3 separate regions of the Mus musculus genome follow, and regions 1 and 3 are each linked to region 2. Evidence: chromatin contacts called from public HiChIP or PLAC-seq data. All regions are on one chromosome and are shown on one strand. The core of a region is the stretch at or near the end of the contact, and the rest is flanking DNA. Distances in the headings are between cores, read along the strand shown.

What was found. HiChIP or PLAC-seq counts read pairs in DNA pulled down with a chosen protein or histone mark.
Region 1: a contact with region 2 is called in an H3K4me3 HiChIP or PLAC-seq map of embryonic basal ganglia, with 2.3 times the contacts expected there. The contact joins two enhancer-like sites. A contact is called at or near these places in 9 of 115 datasets of contacts at active chromatin or transcription factors (T-cell acute lymphoblastic leukemia, bone marrow-derived dendritic cells, differentiating embryonic stem cells and 5 more) and 3 of 9 other capture datasets (adipose tissue, embryonic stem cells and liver).
Region 3: an H3K27ac HiChIP or PLAC-seq map of hepatocytes shows a contact between it and region 2, with 6 times the contacts expected there. The contact joins two enhancer-like sites. A contact is called at or near these places in 1 of 15 datasets of contacts at CTCF or cohesin (the NIH/3T3 cell line), 5 of 484 Hi-C or Micro-C datasets (the AML12 cell line, the G1E-ER4 cell line, bone marrow-derived macrophages and 2 more), 6 of 115 datasets of contacts at active chromatin or transcription factors (astrocytes, embryonic basal ganglia, hepatocytes and 3 more) and 2 of 9 other capture datasets (adipose tissue and liver).

What each region holds. Positions count from the first base shown.
Region 1 is chr6:28,863,510-28,866,209 of GRCm38.p6, forward strand. The region is part of intron 16 of Snd1 (staphylococcal nuclease and tudor domain containing 1); the gene reads left to right. Among named protein-coding and RNA genes, the nearest start is that of Lrrc4, 33 kb to the left of the region's middle. Within about 2 kb of position 1,337, at least 79 of the 459 cell types and tissues checked have an H3K27ac peak or open chromatin away from gene starts, as enhancers often do. A contact at or near this core is called in adipose tissue and embryonic basal ganglia, where this site is marked.
Region 2 is chr6:28,571,681-28,574,380 of GRCm38.p6, forward strand. The region is part of intron 10 of Snd1 (staphylococcal nuclease and tudor domain containing 1); the gene reads left to right. Among named protein-coding and RNA genes, the nearest start is that of Snd1, 93 kb to the left of the region's middle. Within about 2 kb of position 1,426, at least 71 of the 459 cell types and tissues checked have an H3K27ac peak or open chromatin away from gene starts, as enhancers often do. A contact at or near this core is called in adipose tissue, embryonic basal ganglia, hepatocytes and 1 more, where this site is marked.
Region 3 is chr6:28,895,684-28,898,383 of GRCm38.p6, forward strand. It overlaps a transcript of Snd1 not described here. Among named protein-coding and RNA genes, the nearest start is that of Lrrc4, 65 kb to the left of the region's middle. Within about 2 kb of position 1,323, at least 16 of the 459 cell types and tissues checked have an H3K27ac peak or open chromatin away from gene starts, as enhancers often do. A contact at or near this core is called in adipose tissue, hepatocytes and liver, where this site is marked.

The DNA of each region.
Region 1 (2,700 bases), core at 87-2,586, 290 kb after region 2:
GACTCACTCCCTGGTACGGTTGAATTTGGTAGTGAGGCCTGGGCTGTGGGTATACTGGCCACTCAGAGTAATAGAATGGAAGAACTCTCCACAATATGCCCTGGGAATATCTGTGTTTAGAGGTCATGCTGTTGAGGAAGAATTCTCAGCTAAGATCAAGAAAAAGCCAAGATTGAAGATCAGAGATCTAAAAACAGACTGTTTCAAAAAGATAGGGGTTGCTTAGCTTGGTCAGATCATTTGAAAGGTCAGAAATGATGAAGTCTGCAAAGAAATTATGAAAATGGCAATGAAGAGGTCCTGAGTGACCTTGTGAGGTAACAGTGACTGTAGGAACTGGTCCATTGGACAGGGAGAGTGGGATGGAGGGAGTGGGCACTTGCAGAAAGCTCTGGATGAGGGGAGAAAGGTGGGCAGGCCGGGTTAAGATCTGGATGGTGGTGATGGGCAGTAGCCAGAAAGGCAGTGTAGAAGGTAAGTGACAGAAGCAGGTATCTACGGTGACCTAAAGGAGAGAGTGTATGCCTTGTGGGTTTCTTTTTCCCTTTAAAATGGATGAAGAGAGCCAGGTGTGGTGGCACACACCTTTAATCCCAGCACTTGGGAGGCAGAGGCAGGTGGATTTCTGAGTTCGAGGACAGCCAGGGCTACAGAGAAACCCTGTCTCAAAAAAAACAAAAAAAAACAAAAAAAATGGATGGAGAGGAAAGAAATAACCATGGATGCCAATCTAAGTGGGTGTTCAGTCTAAGCAAAGTAGAGGGCCTCTCAGTGACATTGCCCGCAGTGTGTTGGGTAAAGGAGCTTGAGAATTGGGGGTCTCCGATGGAAAACTGCCATTTGAACATGACCTGTAGGACATCTAGTTACTTATAGTCCATGCAAGAGATTTGCTAGCCTTGGGCACTTGCTACATAGATCATACACACATTGATTTCCTACTACAAAAATAGGCTGAAACCTAGCTCCGTGTTCCTTCAAGGCAGGTATAGCTTTTGAAGCCAGAGAATACACTGGCTGGGCTTGGGTAAGAAAACAGTCGTCTTGCCTCCCTTTGGCTAAGACCACTCTCCACATGAGCTAGCAAGCACCAGAAGGATCAGAACCATTCAGAAAAATCTCAGAGCATGCCTCTTGCTTGGTGAGGAACAGTCCAAGCTCCTTCCAGATCTGTCACATTTCCTGTGTGAAGCTCGGGGAAGAGAGAGTTAACTCTCCCTCAGGCCTCCAGCCTGGGGTTTTCCTGGGAAGATGAACAGTCTGCTTTCCTTATTGTCTGCACCAAAGGAACAGATTGCGTCAGTTTGTAAACTGTGTTACCGCTTGCAAAGGCCTGGAGTCAGCAGGTTTCCATTTCCCAGCAGACTCCAACGATGCTGATCGCCTTGGCTTCTGCTTCTCTGCCTCAGGCAGGATGGAAAATGTGTTCCCACCCTCTCATCATCCTCACCATAGAGGTGGGGGAGAAGGAGGTCCTTCTAGCCCAGTCCTCTCTCTTGTTACCCAGGCTTTCCCTGTGTTTCCAGTAGCTTCTTGGCCTTAGTTTCTATTCTGCCACCCTGTCTGGACTTCTGGGCATTCCTAGGGCTTTGGCATGGCTCAGTGCTAAGATGTCAGAAAATAAATTATTTGGAAAAGCAATTATTGATATGAGTTAGTCATGAAAGATCATGTGGTATAGAGGTGGCAGGGCATCTCAAGGAGGTATTGATGAGAACGGAGCCACACTGTGCCAGCCGAGTATGAAAGAGCTTGCTGCTGCCCGCCTCAAGCCTGCCCACTCCCCACTGCACTGCACTGATGGTAATGAGACCCAGGAGGCCTTTCATAGGCACAGCCTCCCAGCTCCCAGAGCATTGAATTATTAATTACATTGTGTTAATGTTCATCGTCTCTGAAAGACGTTGGTATGTGTGTGGCCGCGAGGGGAGGCTTGAGTTGGCCGTGTTAAGCTGCTACTATATTAAGGTGAAGTGTCTCCTCGAGTTCTCACTCTAGCCGTGGTAGCCTCACCACAGCTTTGATGCAGCATCAGTGACGGTGGAAAACCCAAATCCACGGCATGAGCCCTCTCTTCGCCAGCGAGGATCTCAGTTATGCTCTGCTTGCCCTGCAATTCCACTCACATTCTCACAAAAGGCAAAATGAGTGGGTTGCAGTCTTTGACTGTCTGCTGTTGCTATAACAGAATAAATGACACTGGTTAGTTTGAGGTTTGTTTGTTTATCAGTTTAGGGTGTTTTGTTGTGGGTTGTTTTGGTTTGTTTGTTTAGGGTATTTTTACTTTGGTTGGTGCTTTGGTTTTTGGTTTGTTTTTAATTAGTTTATTTGGGCTCACAGTTTGGGAAGCCGGAGAGGATGCATTGTCACCAGCACTGACGTCGTCGTGGTGGATGGCATTCTGTCTGGAGCACCTGTGAAAGAAAAGCAGTTTATGATAAACAGACAGAAAATAAGAAGTGGGGAGGGAGTGGGCTGACTCTTCTGTAACAAGCTGGCCCTTCCAAAGAGGGATATCTTCCACCAGGTCCCATCTTTTGTTTGATTGGTTGGTTGGTTGGTTGGTTGGTTGGTTGGCTGAGTGGTTGGTTGGTTGGTTGGCTGAGTGGTTGGTTTGGTGATAGTGGTAATTGTGTTGCAGCAAAATCTCATTATGTACACCGAGGGAGACTCAGAATCCTCCTTCCTCACGCTCCAGAG
Region 2 (2,700 bases), core at 176-2,675:
GGAGGTTCTGGGTCTTTGAAAAGGTATGTGGGAAGTTGGGGAAATAGCTTAATGCATGAAGCCCTTGCTGTGTGAGCATGAGGACCTGAGCTCAAATCCCTAGTGTCGTAGAAATGCTGGTAGGGTCTGGTGGCCTGCCTTTGATCCCATTACTTGGGAAGCTGACCAGCTAGCCAAACTGGCAAGCTCTCCGTTCAAGTGAGAAACCCTGCCTCAACATAGAAGGTGGAGCAATCAAAGACATGCTTGTACATATGTGCCCCAGCAAACACACAGAGAGAAAGGTCACACAGAGCACTTGTGGTGTAGTAATGACATAATACCTACCTCAGTGGGTTGTGAATAACACCCCTGTAATTAAACGCTGATTTTTCTTTTTCTCCAGTACAACATGAATGTTTCTGTTATGGGACAAAGACTTAAAAGTCACTTGGATCTCTTCATGTGAGGTTTTGTAACAGTGTCAGGTCAAGTTCTGTTTTACTGCCAAGTGTGTTATAAGACTAGAGAACTTTAACAGTGAAGGGACAGAGGCAGAAAGCCACATCTGACAACTTTCTTTAAAAAAATAACTTTGTTCTTTTCTACACTCAAGAAAATTCTTTCCAGTCGAGTTAGCTTTCCTTGGGCTTGTTTGTAATGGTAACAGGTATCTATCTGTGGATGGTAGCGTGGTTTTGATTTACTAATAGCCCTGGAGGGGTAGGGCATACTAAGTGCTTCCTTGATGATTGTGAAGTCAAACTGGAAAACTAAGCATCATAAGCAAACAACTCTATTTTATATGTCTTTGGCATTGATTTCTATTTTGTCCAGGTCCATGCATTTTCTCCCTCTTGTTCAAAGATATAAGTACAGATCTGGACCTACGGTTATAAATGGCTACCCTTGGGTCTAAAGAAACAGAAGTAGCTTCTCTGGAGGGCTGTTTGCAGATATGGGATTCATAGGAAGGCTAGAGCTTTTCATGATATAGTGATGTGCATTGTTTTACATGTCAGACCGTAAAGCTGTCATTTTGTCAGTACTGTGTGTGTCCACTTTCTTATGCTACCCTTTTTATTTTCCCTTATTTTATATAGGAGTTGAGGCAGGGGTTAGATTCAGAAGGTTTTCCAAGGGAACTTTGTATAGTAATGAGAAAGGATGTTGGCGAAAGGGAAGCGGTCTTGATTTGGCCTAGTGACATTCTAGACTGGCTTCAGTGTCCTCCTTTGTTTGCAGGTAAAAGGGTAAGGTTTGGTATGATTCAGAGCAGTGCCCTGTTATAGCAAATCTGTGGCTAGAGGAGCATTTGAAATATACAGAGTCCTTGCAGTTTTGCCGGATTGTTGTTCTGAACAAATGACCCTATTGCGTTCCCTGGTTACTCAGCACCCTGTGGACACTGGCCTAGTCATGGGCAATTGGCTGTCCAAATAGCGTGTGCGGTTTTGCAGCCTGAGCTCTTAGTGAGGATGAGGCGCAGCGCCTCCCCAGCTGACTGCTCCAGGGAGCATTACCCGGTGTGCAGCTGTTGCCTGAATCCTAAGTAGCATCCGGTGTGAGGCTGGCGCCTTCCCGCTCCCCTTCCTTTTTACTTGCTGCTCTGTGAATATCTGATCGATGGGGCTGGGTGTTGGCAGAAATCCAGAAAAGCCAGCCATGTTGTTAGATGTAGCATTTTGGCCTCTCCAATCTAAGCTTTTCTTTTTTGTCAACATTTAAGATGTAGTTTTTGCAAACAGCTGTAGAGCTGAATAGCAGGAGTTGTGCTGGTCACTGTGGCCTGTAAATGGTGAGTGATTTTCATTCTCCTCTCTACTGAAGATGAGCACATGGCAGTGTGGAGAGGATAAGCATGAAGGTAAGCAGCCCTGTGATCTGCAGTGCCTGTCTTCACCTGCCAGTCAGCAGCACACACTTGGCAAATCCTAGCTGTATGGGAGACAGGCCATCCACTCCACTGCCCTCCATACTGCTCTGCTGTAGTCTTGGTTGTTCCAGGGCTCAGCTCTCTACTTTTATGTTGCTTCCCATTTGTCAGCAGGAGAGAAACTTAAGGAGAAGGAGGAGGAGGACTGCCTCCCCCTCCATGGAAGTCTAAATCGTAACTAATGAAGCAGTATTAAATTCTGAGACCTATTACATCTCTATAACCACTCACCTCCGCTTTGTGACTGAAATCACTAAAGATCCAAATATCTACTGTATGCACATGCAAAGAAAAAATTTAACTTTAACCCTGAAATTTAAAATTGAAAAAGTAATTTCTCTAAATATCCATCTTTTTTTTTTCAACCTATTAAAACAATGTAAAGACCCCTTGGCTCCTGAGTGTGACCCACCCGTCAGATCTGATGAAGGCACTAGGCTTCCAGACCTAGCTCTACCTTCCTGTCCCTAGTGTTGTCTGAAGAGTCCCTCATGACTGCCAGTATTGATCAGCTGCTGTTCCCTGAACTCCTGTGTGTGTTCTTTGGCAACAAGGAGATAAACAGGGTATTGACCCAGAGATCTTGACACACTCCTGGATTTTTAGGGACAAATAGCAGCCCCCTTCAGAGTGCAGAGTGCTGAAAGTCCAGTGGCTGCTTCTGAATAATGACTTCCTGTCAAGTGGCTCGAAGGGTTTGATGGAGAAGAGGCTGGGTTTCAATTCTTCTGGAGTAGCATGTGCTTTGGGCAAGATGATCTGACTGGAAACTTGTGCTAATAGGA
Region 3 (2,700 bases), core at 73-2,572, 320 kb after region 2:
CACACACACACACACACACACACACACACACACACACTTTTAAAAGAATTCTTCGGATTCACAAAGAATTCGGTGAGACATTTGTAAGGCCCTTTGCATAGGAACCAGTGTGATCCAGAACTGAGAAAAACAGTGCAGCCTCCCTTATCCCCAAGTGACCAGTCCCTGGCTTCCTACCCCGGGGGAGGGGGTGGTGAAGCAGCCCTGAACGATCCAGTATGAGGAACTAGTGATGTCATGAAATCTAAACTCATGGGAGCACTGTGTGCCCAAAGCCAGATGGGATCCAGAGTGTTAGGAAAGGAGGTCCCGGGGTGATTTGGCTGAGCCACTAGGACTCTTGGCTGATCTGGAACTACAGAGGTAAGTCAGTCCCTCAACACTGAACATTTGTCCCATGCCAAACACAGTTTAGGTGCTGAAGGAACAGCGGCAAAAGAGACCCTGACCAGTCAGAACCTGCCCATGGACATCGTTCTTGGGACCTAAAATCTGAACCCAGCAGGCATAGGGGTAGGTTACTATTGGGCTGGTGTGTCCTGAGCTGCTTTTCTGATGATAGCCCTGATTATCTGGATCTGATGAGGCCTCACCGATGCATGGGTCCCTCCCAAGAAAGCCCTGCCTCAGACAGCATGGGAATTCAGTGCACATGGGAGCACACACGAAGGCCTCATTGGCTATGAAAGGATCTTGTTTCCAAGGCCAAGGATAAGGACAGCAAATAAAGGGGACCCACATGACCATCCCCCTTCCCCACACTCTGGATGGACACCAATAATTGATGCTGGCTCTCTTTCTGGCATGGCCTTACAGCTGTGTAAAGGGTGCCTACCAGGCACAAACAGAGGTACCATGCCAGGCAGAAATGTTGACACCCGTGTAAGGCACTTTTTGCCCTTCTGTGTTCATTGCCCAAAGCTCTGGGGCCTGAGAGACACCACAGTGAATGAGAGTTAGAAGTATTGCCCTTTATCAGGACAACAGACATGGGGAGGTCAGTACCTGGGTGAGGGTATATACGGGGTATGAGAAGAGATTAGGTGTGAATATAGAAAGCTACATGGAGGCCTGTATTGAACTGCATATGTGAGTTTGACCTATAGAGGTCTGTGTGCAAAGGTGAGCCTGGCTGCACTCACTATTCAGCCTTGAACAGCTGGGGAAAGGCTGTTTATGAGGCCCTCCCTGGGTGCAGCCGTGCACAGACACAATAGGCAGCTTGGTGGAAGTGGGAGCCATGGGCATCCCTGGGCTCTAGCCTGACTGCCTTGTCTCCTGTGCACTGATCTGTGGAGGGCAGCTCCCAGGAGGGAGTCCCGAGGCAAAGATCACAAACAGTGCCATGTCTGATCAATTGATAGTTGTTCCCTGGGGTTCTGTGAGAAAGGACTGGAAGGTCATGCCACAAAGTCAGCTGTCATCAATTATTGATGTCCACCCAGAGTGTGGGAAAGGGACGGTCATGTGGGTCCCATATATTTGCTGTCCTTGGCTTTGTGTATTCATGGGCAGAAGGTTCAGGATTCTGTCAAAAATATCGTTTCCTGGGCAGAGAAGACTCGGTGGGTAAGGGCATTTACCCTCAAGCTGGACCACCTAAGTTCAGTCCCCAGAATCCACATGGCATAAGGCAGACGGACTCTCTGACTCCATACAAATGCTGTGGCTACCCATATACGTAGACAGAAAGAAATGTAATGGCGATTTTTATTTTAAAGACTAGAAACCACACAGCATCCTGAAAGCAGACAGGGGCTTATGAAACAGGGCTGGGAACCTCAAAGCAGTGCTGCCCGGTCCAGGGAGCCCTTACCCTGCCTGGCACTGCTGTCATGTTGCATTTGCCAGGAATGGATCAGTAAACATGGGCTAAGGCCCTCTGCTGTACTGGGCACAGACCCACAGCTGAGTCCATCATGGCTTCTCCCCTATTCGGTAGATGTCATTCGTAGGCTATCAATAATCCACAAGATATTTTCTTGGGGAAGATTCTAAGGACAAGGATAGGAAGTTCCCTAGAAACAAAAACAGTGAAGGTCCTGAACAGAGAGGTGACTGAGTTCGAGCATCAGGCATTAATTGAAGACCCTCACTTCCATTTTGTCTGGTGGGAGCAGGCCGTTCCAGTCAGCAGACACTAGAACAGCTTCCTACACTGGATCAGCCTGTGAGTCATTGCGGGGAGGGGACTTGTTAAAATATAGGCTCTGATCCAGAAAGGATGCTGCAAGGCTAACGGATTCCCCCATTTTTAGTTTTTTTTTGGGGGGGGGGGAGAGTGCTTTGTTTTAAAATATGGTCTTATTGTGTAACCCTGGCTAGCCTGGAGCTGGCAGTGTAAACCAGGCTGACCTCAAATTCGCAGAGACCCACCTCTGCCTCCGGAGGGCTGGGATGAAGGACCTGCCATGTTTCTAACAAATTCAGAGGGTGCTTGGAGCCCCAGGCTCACCATAGGAGGAGTTGTTGCCTTCCTCCCAACAGATCAGAAACTAAGAGCAGGGCGGGGTGTGGGGAGGGATTAAGTAGGGAGTCTGGGGAGTCAGACAAGACCTGAGTTTGGAGGCTGAGAGCAAAGGAAACTCCCTACATGGAGCCAGAAATCTCGGTGCAAGGACCAGACCCTGGCCTGGCTTTCCAAGATAACCTCACCTAGGAAAGGACCCGGCTGCTTAGGAACCGGGGACAGCACAGTGG